2 separate regions of the Mus musculus genome follow, and region 1 is linked to region 2. A link is a contact called in public promoter capture Hi-C data. All regions are on one chromosome and are shown on one strand. The core of a region is the stretch at or near the end of the contact, and the rest is flanking DNA. Distances in the headings are between cores, read along the strand shown.

Region 1 (5,638 bases), core at 2,735-5,234, 960 kb before region 2:
CAACCATATGTACAGCTACAGTGTACTCATATACAGAAAATAAATAAATAAATCTTTAACAAACGAACAAACAAAAAGATAAATAAATTAAAAAAAATAATTTTTTGAGTGGCTTTAGGCTCATAGCAGGTACAGAATTCCTCTATTTGTGTACAGTCCTCAGTATGACTGACCTCCTTTATGAAGGACTCCTGGCTATGACTGGTAACCCAGTAGGAACATGGGTATCATCCAAGGCCCAGTGTGCACAGTGGTCACTCTTGGTTAAAATTCTAGAGGTTTGGACACGCAGTGTCTGATATTCACCATCACAGCAGACCCTGCTCTAAAACCCCTGTACTCTGCCTACTACTGTCCCCCCACCCCACCCCCCCCCCCACCCCCCCGGCTCTGGCCCTGGGCCTTATAGTCTCCATGGCCTTTTCTAAAATGTATTCTGATTCGGTGGCTCTGGTGGAGTCCTGAGATCTGATTTGACACAGTCGGTGCCAACCTTCAGGGCTCTCCTGACATGGTTAAGAACCTCAGACTAGGGCTGGGGAGATAGCCCAATGGTTAAGAGCACTGACTGCTCTTCCAAAGGTCCTGAGTTCAATTCCCCACAACCACATGGTGGCTCATAACCATCTGTAATGAGATCTGATGCCCTCTTCTGGTGTGTGTCTGTAGACAGCTACAGTGTACTCATATAAATAAAATAAATAAATCTTAAAAAAATAACCTCAGACTATCACACCCCATTTTCTCTAAATATTCCTGATCTAGTCCTCTACTGTGAAGTTTTAGCTTCAGGCAAGTTCCCTCTTAGGGAGCTGAAAGGACACCTGCCTGCCTCATTTAACCTAGAACCTGCTGGGTCCTGATTCAGCTTTCAGGTGGCTGGAACAAGTCTCCAATTCTGCCACAAACTGCATCTGATAGCCCTAAGTGCCCCCTTTGTCACTTCCTGCCTTCTGTTCTTGAGACAGACACACGAGACAGGGTCTCATGTATCCCCAGCTGGGCCTGATGCTCCCCATATAGCTAAGGATGACCCTGACTCCACATCTCCCTGGGATTGCAGGCCTGCGGCACCATGCCTGGTTTCCAATGTTACCCTTTAGTTGGGACTGAGCAGTGCGTGGAGCTGTGCTGTGTGTGTATGTGTGTTCTCTCTCTCTCTCTCTCTCTCTCTCTCTCTCTCTCTCAGACCATTACCCCACTGGCCTGCCCTCGTGTCCTTACTGACGTCATAGTCAGTAAACATCCCCTCCCAGGTTTTTCTCCTCGGAAACTGTCATCTGTCAAGCTCAGTCTATCCTTTTTCCTATTGATTTTAACCAAAAGCCAAACTTGAAATCCATCTGTATGAAATTTCATGCTTGGCTTGACTCCAACATTCCAGCCTGGGTAAATCATCTGCAACCTTGACTCTGTCATCCTTCATAGCCTATGTGGTCCACCCCTCTGGGGATCACGAGGCCAATCAACCAGCTTCCCGAGTTTTCATCCACACCACTAACTCGGGAAAAGGGAAGTGTGAGAGGGCACACTAACACACACACACACACACACACACACACCCCACAGATGCCCGCCCGCCCTCCCTCCCTCTCTCCCTCCCTCTCCCCTCCCCTCCTCCCTCCCTCCTTGAGACAGTTGTAGCTTGGTTGTCCTGGAACTCACCATGCTCAGTTCCAGTCAGTATTGTTATCGTTCAAGCAATATCAGCACCCACCTTCTGAGTCACTCTGCCATACCATCACTTCACCCATCCCTCTCCAGAGTGTCACTGGAGGTGTCATGTGACAAATCATTAACTCGGGAAAAACGTGCTTTTTTTTTTTTGTTTTGTTCTTTCTTCCGAGACAGGGTTTCTCTGTGTAGCCCTGACTGTCATAGAATGTAGACCAGGCTGGCCTCGAACTCAGAAATCCGCCTGCCTATGCCTCCCGAGTGCTGGGATTAAAGGCTTGTGCCACCACGCCCGGCTAAATAAATCTTTAAAAAAAAAAAAAAAAGAGTAAGGTGACCCTTCTGCAGACTGGAACCAAAGACCAGTCCTTCAGACAAGTAGCAAGGGACTCTTACCCTAGAGGGTAGCCACACCCTTCAACATCTCCAGGGGGCACTAACTGCAGCACACAGAGCTAGCATGCTCATGGCTGGGTGCTGGGTGGGTGGGGCTCTCACACAGTGCTGTGAACCCTCATCCCTCAGTCAGGGTGCAAGGGAAGATCTACCTAAAGCTCCTGATCCCCCAAGACGAGGAAGCAACTGGGGCCAACTTCTGATCTCGCAGATCCAGGGTGGCAGTGGAAGGGGATAGTGGTATAGAGAAAAGAAATGCCCACTATCCACCTGGTCAATTGAAGAGAGACCCATTTGGCTGCCGGGCCTGGCCCTGGCCTCATAGAAGGGTTGGGGGTCCACTATGCTGACCCACATCACCACACTAGAGACAGATTCCCCATGCTTGGGCGACGGACAGGTTGCTCATCCAGGTGTTAGCTTGGAGTGAACGTGGCTAGACACTGATGAGACGCAGAGGCATGAGGGGTTTCCTGGCCATAGGTTAGCTTTCCCTGTACATAGGACACTCACCAGCAGAGGAGCCCAGCCACCACCGCCGTCCAGGTCACGCAGCATGATTCCTGCTGCTTGGTCTGCACCGTGTGGTCCCGCCGGCAGCAGCATGTGCACACCAGGTAGACGGTGAGGAAGATGAGATTCAGGCCCAGGCCAATGGCAGCCAACACCCCCAGGAAGAGCAGCGACTGTAAGAGAGACAGGCTGTGTCAGCTCTGGCCCAGCAAGGGGTGGGGAGTGGGGTCCTCCGAACCATACAGCATCCTTATGCCCAGCCCTCTAGACAGACAGCCTGCCCTACATTTGGGTGCCAGGGTGGAGATGGCAGAGAAGCAGACAAGCTGGGCATGGGAAGGGTTGGTGGGAGAAAGGGGAAGGAAGGGGGAGGGACAGCTGTCGGGGTGATTCGCGTTATCAAGCTTAGCGGGATCTAGAATCTGCTAGAAGACAAATCTCCGGATACCATGTGTGAGAGACTCTAGTTTAACAAAAGCGAGGAGATCCACCGGAAATGTAGGAGGGGTCATCACTGTCTAGAGCTCTATACAAAAGAGACAGGCGGCAGCCGAGGAACAGCACTCAGCCCTGTTTTCCCGACTGCAGGTGCTGTGTGACCAATGGCTTCACAAGCCACCACCATGATGGACGGTGTCCCCTAAGACTGCAAGCCGAAACGGTCGCTTCCCTCTTCAAGCTTCTTTTGCTAGGAATCTTATGGCAGCCACGACAAAAATAACTAATCCAGCGATGTAGCATGGCTAAGCCCAGGTTTCTGGCTGAAGATGCAGTCCAGGCCAGGCCTGATGATGACAAGCCCTGAGCCATTCAGGAAAGTGAGGAAGACCTGCTGGCTGCAAACAGGGCTGGAAAGAGACAGAGCCTGGCAGTGAGACTAAACTTAGGGACCAGGTGACACTAAGCTAAGGCTGCAGAGGATCATGGGTGCTGCCATACCTAGGTCTCACCATACTAGAGCAATCTGGTTATGCCAAAATGGAATGTGTCTTTTCTGGGTGCTGGGGCTCTCTGGAGTCCTTAGAAGCCAGTTCTGTGCTCAAGGGTGGGTAGAGAGGAGACAGGGTAGATAATCTTTGGTGTCCTCCTTGCTGCATCTTGCCAGGGAAAGCTGACCCACAATGCCATTGGTAGCAAGCAGGGCAGACTGTTGAGGGTGTGTGTGTGTGTGTGTGTGTGTGTGTGTGTGTGTGTGTGTGCGCGCGCGCGTGCGTATACTTTGTTAGGCCCTCCTAGTAGGTCAGAGTTTTCAAAGGGAGCTGTTGTCTGTCGGGAGGCCCAGGTGTCCCCCTCCACTGTATCTTCAAATCCCTTGATTTGGCCAGATGGACACCAGATGGCCCCGGGATCAGTGGCCGTCAGCCAGGGCTGGACCTGGCTCTACGTCAGGCTCCTGAGCTGACAGCCTCCTGGCTTCCCATGAGGCCTCAGTGTTGCCCTCACCCAAAGTCCAGTGTCCCAGGGGGTGGGGGAGGGGGTAGCTCTACCTGGTTCTTTGGTTAGGGAACCTGTGTGGGTGGTAGTGATCTGGTGATGGCCACAGGACACCAAGGTCTGAGAGAAAATACGGTGTTTGCAGGGTGAGCTCAGGGTGGTGACTTGCAGCGCAGAGGCTGGTGGCTGCAGACTGGGTAGACTGTATGCAGATGACCCCTGTGGGTGGCTGTTCAGCTGCCTACTATGTGAGGATGCAGGCAGCCTGTGGGGCCTCTGACATGGGCTGTCCTGATGCGAACCCTGATTGGACAGGCGTCTCAGTCTTAGGGACAAATCTGGAAGTGACAGGTCAGCTGAGGGGACATGTGAGATGTCTCATGTCACTTAGCACAGGGCTTCCACTTCCATCCCAGCAACACTCAAGCATGGAAGGGACCTCCTCTTCCTCCTCCCCCTCCTCCTCCCCCTCCTCCTCCCCCTCCTCCTCCACTTCCTCCTTCTCTAGGAGGTAGAAGGTGGAGCAGCAGCTCTGAGCATAGCATCCCCCACAGTCCTCAGCTGAGGCAGGAGGCCCGGCGTACTCGCTAACACATCTGTCCCTCAGATTGACCTCAAGAGGCTCTTGTCCAATAAGGTGGTGGGAAGTCACTGCCTACCTCTCTGGAAGGCATCTTTCACTGCAAAGGAGGCTGGGGGTGGGGGAGGGGAGCTTTAGAGGCTCACTACACAAAGTCACCATACTATACTACACACTGGCCTCTGACAGAAGAGGGATACCTCCCTGGAGCTGGAGAACAAGTCAGACCCAAAAAGCCCATCACAGCCGGAACTAGGAGGAGCTGAGGCCGCGGTAGAGAAGGCGGTGTGCTTGCTCGGTAAGCTGGAAGGCCAGGTTTCCCTCCCCACATCACGGAAGACTGGGCATGGCGGTGCGCACCTAAGTGGGCCCCACTTGGAGGGGACACCTAGGCCGAACAGATGACGTTCCCTTTGAGAACCCTGAGCTGGTGGGTGGGCCTGAAGTGGCTGGAGGATCAGAAGCTCAATGTCATCTTAGTCTGAGCCATGTGAGACCCTGTCTCAAAAATCAACAATAAGCAACGGTGTAATGATCTGAATGAAAATGGCCCCACTATGGGCCCATAGGGAGCGGAGCTATTAGGAGGTGTGGCCTTGGAGTGGGTGTGGCCTCGTCAGAGTAGGTGTGGCCTTGTTGGAGGAAGTTTGTCACTGGTGTGTGTAGGCTTTGAGGCTGCAGAAGCTCAAGTCATGCTCTCTCTCTCTCTCTCTCTCTCTCTCTCTCTCTCTCTCTCTCTCTCTCCCCCTCTCCCCGCCTCCCTCTCCCCTCCCTGCTCCCTGAGATATAGAACTCTCAGCTCCCCCAGCACCACGTCGCCTGCGAGCTGCCATGCTTCCCACCACGATGATAATGGACTAAACCTCTGAACTGTAAGCCAGTCCCAATGGAATGTTTTCCTTTTATAAGCGTTGTCTTGGTCATGGTGTCTCTTCACAGCATGACTAGGGCAAATGACAAAAGAATCCCAAAGAACCAGACAAGGCTAGAGCTGGCCCCACGCCAACTTAACTCGTCAAAGTGTTTTCAAGTGCAGAAGCA
Region 2 (5,579 bases), core at 2,761-5,260:
CCCTCTGATTGCCCTGTCTACCCTTTGCATTGCTGGACTTCAGATCTGACCCCATACCTGCCTGTTGCCTTGGGAGTGCCCAGCTCCCCCGCAGCCAGCACGATGCCCATTCTCAAACAGCTGGTGTCCAGCTCTGTGAACTCGAAGCGCCGCTCACGTGCGGACCTCACAGCCGAGATGATCAGTGCCCCGCTGGGTGACTTCCGCCACACCATGCATGTGGGCCGGGCTGGGGACGCCTTTGGGGACACGTCTTTCCTCACTAGCAAGGCCAGGGAGGCAGACGACGAGTCCCTGGATGAACAGGCCTCGGCTTCCAAGCTCAGCCTCCTGTCCAGGAAGTTCCGGGGCAGCAAGCGTTCACAGTCCGTGACCAGAGGGGACCGGGAGCAGAGAGACATGCTGGGCTCCCTGCGGGACTCAGCACTGTTTGTCAAGAATGCCATGTCCCTGCCTCAGCTCAATGAGAAGGAAGCCGCGGAGAAGGACTCGAGCAAGCTGCCCAAGAGCCTGTCGTCCAGCCCTGTGAAGAAGGCAGACGCTAGAGATGGTGGCCCGAAGAGTCCCCATCGGAACGGGGCCACAGGCCCCCACTCACCTGACCCACTCCTTGACGAGCAGGCCTTTGGGGACCTGATGGATCTGCCCATCATGCCCAAAGTCAGCTACGGGCTGAAGCATGCAGAGTCGATCCTGTCCTTCCACATCGACCTGGGGCCTTCCATGCTGGGAGATGTTCTCAGCATCATGGACAAGGACCAGTGGGGCTCAGAGGAGGAGGAGGAAGCTGGCGGGTACCGTGACAAGGAAGGCCCCAGCAGCATTGTCCAGGCGCCCCCTGTGCTGGAGGTGGTTCCTCCTCTAGGGAGACAGGAAAGCAAGGCCAGCTGGGACCAGGCCTCTATGCTGCCCCCCCACGCTGTGGAGGATGACGGATGGGCGGTGGTAGCCCCCAGCCCCAGCTCAGCACGCAGTGTGGGCAGCCACACCACTCGGGACAGCAGCTCCCTGTCCAGCTACACCTCAGGCGTCCTTGAGGAGCGCAGCCCAGCTTTCAGAGGCCCAGACAGGGTGGCGGCTGCTCCCCCAAGGCAGCCAGACAAGGAATTCTGCTTCATGGATGAGGAGGAGGAAGATGAGATCCGAGTTTGAGGCTGGACCGAAAGTTGAAAGTCGCCTCCACATCTCTGGGCTGCATCTTTTCCCTGCTGCTGCTGCCGCTGCCACCTTCTCTATGACCTTTGACCTTACTCTGTAGGTGCAGCTAAGAGCCTCGTTGGAGTAGACCCTGGACCTCAGGGATTGGGGTGCCAGGGAAGTAAAGTAGCAGGGGCACTGGTGCCTGGTGGCCTGACTCTGACCTAACCTTCCTTACCACACCAGCCTGGGACGGATCCGAGCCCCAGCGGGAAGCCATTCTCTTCCAGGCCCTTTGCTCCCAGCCTGGCCTCAGATGGATGCCAGATGTTAGTTTGAGTTGCTGCCGCAATGGCAGGGAAGCCAGGTGTGGGCTTCTCTCCAAGGTCATGGACACTTGGCTCCCTTCTGTTCACCTTGTGTCTGGAGCCTACCCAGGAGATATATGCAGCAGGAGGCAGGGGTGCTCACGTGTTTGAGCTCCTCCTTCTTCCACCTCTGGCTCCTCACTGAAGCCTGGTATTCTTTGGGGTTCAGCTGAAGCCAGGGGACGGCCTCAACTATTACACTAAATGCAGCCTGTCCCAGAGGCTGCATCCCAGGACAGGATGGGGCACAGAAGGAACGAACACCCCCTGCTTCTAGCTTCTTGGGCTCTCAAGACACTAGGAACAGGAAAGGGGCCAGCTCTGCCCATGGGTGTGTTTGTTCCTTGTTACTATGTTTTAAACCTGAATAGAGCACTGCCAAAATCCCCTGCCAGGAGACTAGTGACCGTCTTGGTGGCTGAGTGACTGTTATCTCACCTGAATCTGGTGTACAGACCCTGCCCAGGTTGGACTGTGGCGGGGCAGCCACCACCAGTGTTTGTCCCGGAACCCCCACCTCCATAGCTGTTAGTGGCTGAAGGAGGGCTGTGTAGGAAAAGTTCTGGAATACGATGCTTAAATGATACATTATTCCCCGGGGTGTGAGCTACGCTTTGGCTAGTTAGTGGCCTCTCCTTGGGCTCTGGGCCAGGCCTCGCAAAAACACAAAACAAGACGGGACTGTATTTGATTGGAATTCCAGGGAAATGAAAGTGGGTTTTTTGTTTGTTTGTTTTTGGCTTTTTGGGATACGGTCTCACTCTAGCCCAAGCCGGCCTCAAGCTCATAGCGAGCCTCCCTTACCCTAGGAGCTTCGGTTGCAAGTGTGCACCACTGCTCCTGGCTGTTTTGTTCTTCTGAAAGCTGTTTTGCTCAGCTCCTGTAACTCTACCCAGACCGCTAGTAGAGGCAGGGGCCTGAGCCCTGGGGGTGGTAGCTCATTACTTTCCTGTGCTGGGAGCAGGCTGACCTGCTCCCTGGTCTAGCACAGCCAGTGGGAATCTGGGGAGAGAGCAAGCTAGATTACAAGCAGAGTCTGGCCAGATGGTGGCCAGCCATGGGCTGCTGTGCTTCCAGAGGCCACCCTCCTAGATTCAGACCCTGAAGTGCTCACTGGGCCCCTGACAGGTGCTCCTACGCAGGTAGGCAGTGACTGAGCTACAGAGCTGTGCCTCTGGCCAGCAGTACACACACAACACACACACACCCCTCTCCTAAATCTACCTGGTTGGTTCTAAACTCTAAACTTTATATTTTTTTCCATGACATTGAAAAAGCAGTAAGAAAACATTAAAATTTCCTCCTAACACTTCTAGTGTCTGACTCTTCTTCCTGGGGTCCTATTTCAGGGCAGGGTGTGTGTGTGGTGAGTGTCTTAGGATTGGAGGGGGCTGGTGATCGTCTTAGTTCTGGCAAACACAGGAGCTTGGAGCAGCTGGTTGCATCCAATCCACAGTCAAGAAGAGCGAACAGTGGATGCTGGGGCTCAGCTCCTTTTCCCTCTACAGCCTAGAGCTGACGTAGAGAATGGTGCTGCCCATGGTGGGCGGGCCTTTCTACCTCAACATGCACCCCACCCCGAGCGTGTGCGAGTGTGCTCTCGCGTGCACGCACACACACACACACACACACACACACACACACACACACACACACACACACACACACACACGTGTACGCCCAGAAGCTCTTCGGGTGATTGTATTTATTTTCTTAAATTATTTTATTTATTTACATTCCAAATGTTGCTCCCCATCCTGCTCGCCCCTCCCCTCTCCCCTGGCCTCTGAGAGGATGCACCCCTAGCCCCCCCATCTCAGTTGATTTTCAGATGTCATTAAGTAGACCATTGAAATGAACCATTAACAGCCAACCAGCGGTTCCTGGCCCCACAAGGCTCAAGGAAGCCTCTCTTTCCCTGCGTGGGGCCATCCCACCTTTTGGAGGGACAAAGCCTCCAGTGCCTCTTTGCTTGAACAGGCCCTACATGCAGGTTCTGGGACTCTGCCGTCCCCACTGCTCCTTATCAGTTCTGGGGTGGGGATGGGGGCTTGGTCACTGAGCCTTTCTGTCCTCTGGCCCTTTCTAAGTGGAAGGGCTGCTGCTCTTGCAGGATGGGTGGAGCCTATGTTAGGGGGACTCTCCAGGTCTAACCAGGATGGGCTCAGTCCTCATGCCCCAGGAATCATGCAGGATACTGCCACCCCTGGGATTGCCCTTGGCAGAGGGCTGAGATAAATGCCCCCCCTCCTTTTTCTACCATTTGTCTTTAGATGGCTTCCAGATGGCTTGCTTTGGCTCAGCTTCAGTGCTCAGCCAAGTGGGATCTCCATATTCCAGTAGTGCTAGATAGAGAGACTGCAGGGCCACCAAGGCTGTCCCAAAGCTGCACTCTGGAATAGAGATGGAGAGATCACTGATTGACAGCCTCTACTCCTCCACCACCTCCCCTGGGTGCATCTCTGGAAAAGGAGGTCAGGGTGCGTCTGCTCTGGGTGTGGGAACCAGGTGACCCTTCCACCCACAATCCTGGCTCCGATCTCAGCCCTCGCCTTCCTCACACCCACAACCCCACAGCCTGGGATGACTGCGAGAAAGGAAAGCATAGCCTGGGCAGGGCTCCCTGCTTTCTCTCTGGACATTCAAGGAATTCTTGAACTGAATTCTGGCTGACCTCTGCAGCATCTGAAGAGAAAAAAAAAGGGGGGGTTGTTCCTATTCATCCTCTCCCTGGGAAGCAATTAAAGGCATAATTAAGAGTGTCACCCTTGTGTCTCTGTCCCCAGACAGGCTCATTAAGCCTAGTGAGAGACCTGTTTAATGAGGAGCTAAGAGCAGGGTGGGGCAATGAACCTGAGGGAGAAAGAGCCAGGCAGGGCACACAGGGGAGCCCCTGAGAATATTAGGGTGCCTCTGGCCTGAAGCTTGTCTTCAATGACTGGGGTAAGAAGGAACGATTTGGGTGTTGGAGCAAGAGATGCCCTTCCCTCCTGGACACGGTGTGAGAGTAAAGGCTCTCTGCCCACCCAGGACCGGCCTAGGGTTCTTGGAAGTCCAGAAGTCAGGAGCCTTGGCAGCATCTATGTTTTGAACATAGAAGCAACTGTCACAGCAGGGCTTACAGGACTTCGGCTCTGACTGGGGTCCCGTAGACCCTGGAGGAGATAGAGTGTCTCTCAGACTGCCTTCTCCACCTTCTACCTCATGCTTCCGGTCTCTGCAGTGATGATGTCCTGAACAGGAACGTATACCGAGCCATAGCAGCCCTTGGTGTGGATTACGGTTGGCACAAGGCCCTCATTTCACCAACCCCACCTCAGACTCTGAATTGTACCCAGCAAACCTAGGGCTTCCACATAGCAAATCACATTCTGGTTTTTTTCTTTATTTTTGGTTTATTTTTCGAGACAGGGTTTCTCTGTGTAGCCCTGGCTGTCCTGGAACTCACTCTGTAGACCAGGCTGACCTTAAACTCAGAAATCTGCCTGCCTCTGCCTCACAAGTGCTGGGATTAAAGGCGTGCGCCACCACCGCCGGCTACATTCTGTTTTGTTTTTTTTTTTCCTTAAACTGACCTTGAATTCGGCTCCTCTAGAATGCTTGAGTTTCATGTGTGAGCCACCGGGCCTGGTCCAGGTCTCAGAGATATTCTGTAGGATTCCCCCCTACCTCGGACAACTTGACATTGCCATTTTAATTCATCTCTCAGCTAAGATTTCCCAAAGGCTTCTGAGGGGACCCCAAAGGCTTCTTACCCAATAACAAGCCAGTGTGGGGCCCACTGCCTGCCCTGCCCAGACCCAACCCTCCCTCAGGCGTGTTCCTGCCCTACCATCCCCAAGGTGTTGTGTTTCTATGTCTTGGACTCATACTTTTCCTGCCCCGTCCTGTTAATGTGATAAGGGGCACATGTGTTGGTGTGACTGCCACACACCCATATCAGGACCACTTAAGTATTTGGTCTCAGGTGTCATGCAGTCTTCATGAAATGAAAGTATAGCAATCCACTTAAACTTTTTTTTTAACATTTAATTACATTAATTATATTTATTTATAGGGGAGTATGTGCAGCAG

The links. Promoter capture Hi-C pulls out the DNA fragments that hold promoters and counts their contacts.
Region 1: a promoter capture Hi-C map of liver shows a contact between it and region 2, with 5 times the contacts expected there. The contact joins two enhancer-like sites. A contact is called at or near these places in 3 of 39 promoter capture datasets (embryonic stem cells and liver) and 4 of 115 datasets of contacts at active chromatin or transcription factors (embryonic hindbrain, extraembryonic endoderm stem cells, forebrain and 1 more).

Annotation. Positions count from the first base shown.
Region 1 is chr11:114,683,512-114,689,149 of GRCm38.p6, reverse strand. It overlaps Ttyh2 (tweety family member 2), which reads right to left. Exons shown (of 14, transcript NM_053273.2): 2 at 2,584-2,756. Among named protein-coding and RNA genes, the nearest start is that of Ttyh2, 11 kb to the right of the region's middle. Within about 2 kb of position 3,984, at least 71 of the 459 cell types and tissues checked have an H3K27ac peak or open chromatin away from gene starts, as enhancers often do. A contact at or near this core is called in liver, where this site is marked.
Region 2 is chr11:113,724,087-113,729,665 of GRCm38.p6, reverse strand. Cdc42ep4 (CDC42 effector protein (Rho GTPase binding) 4) reads left to right here. Exons shown (of 2, transcript NM_001163346.1): 2 at 1-2,816. The coding sequence starts at 103. The coding sequence ends at 1,152. Among named protein-coding and RNA genes, the nearest start is that of Cpsf4l, 17 kb to the right of the region's middle. Within about 2 kb of position 4,010, at least 23 of the 459 cell types and tissues checked have an H3K27ac peak or open chromatin away from gene starts, as enhancers often do. A contact at or near this core is called in liver, where this site is marked.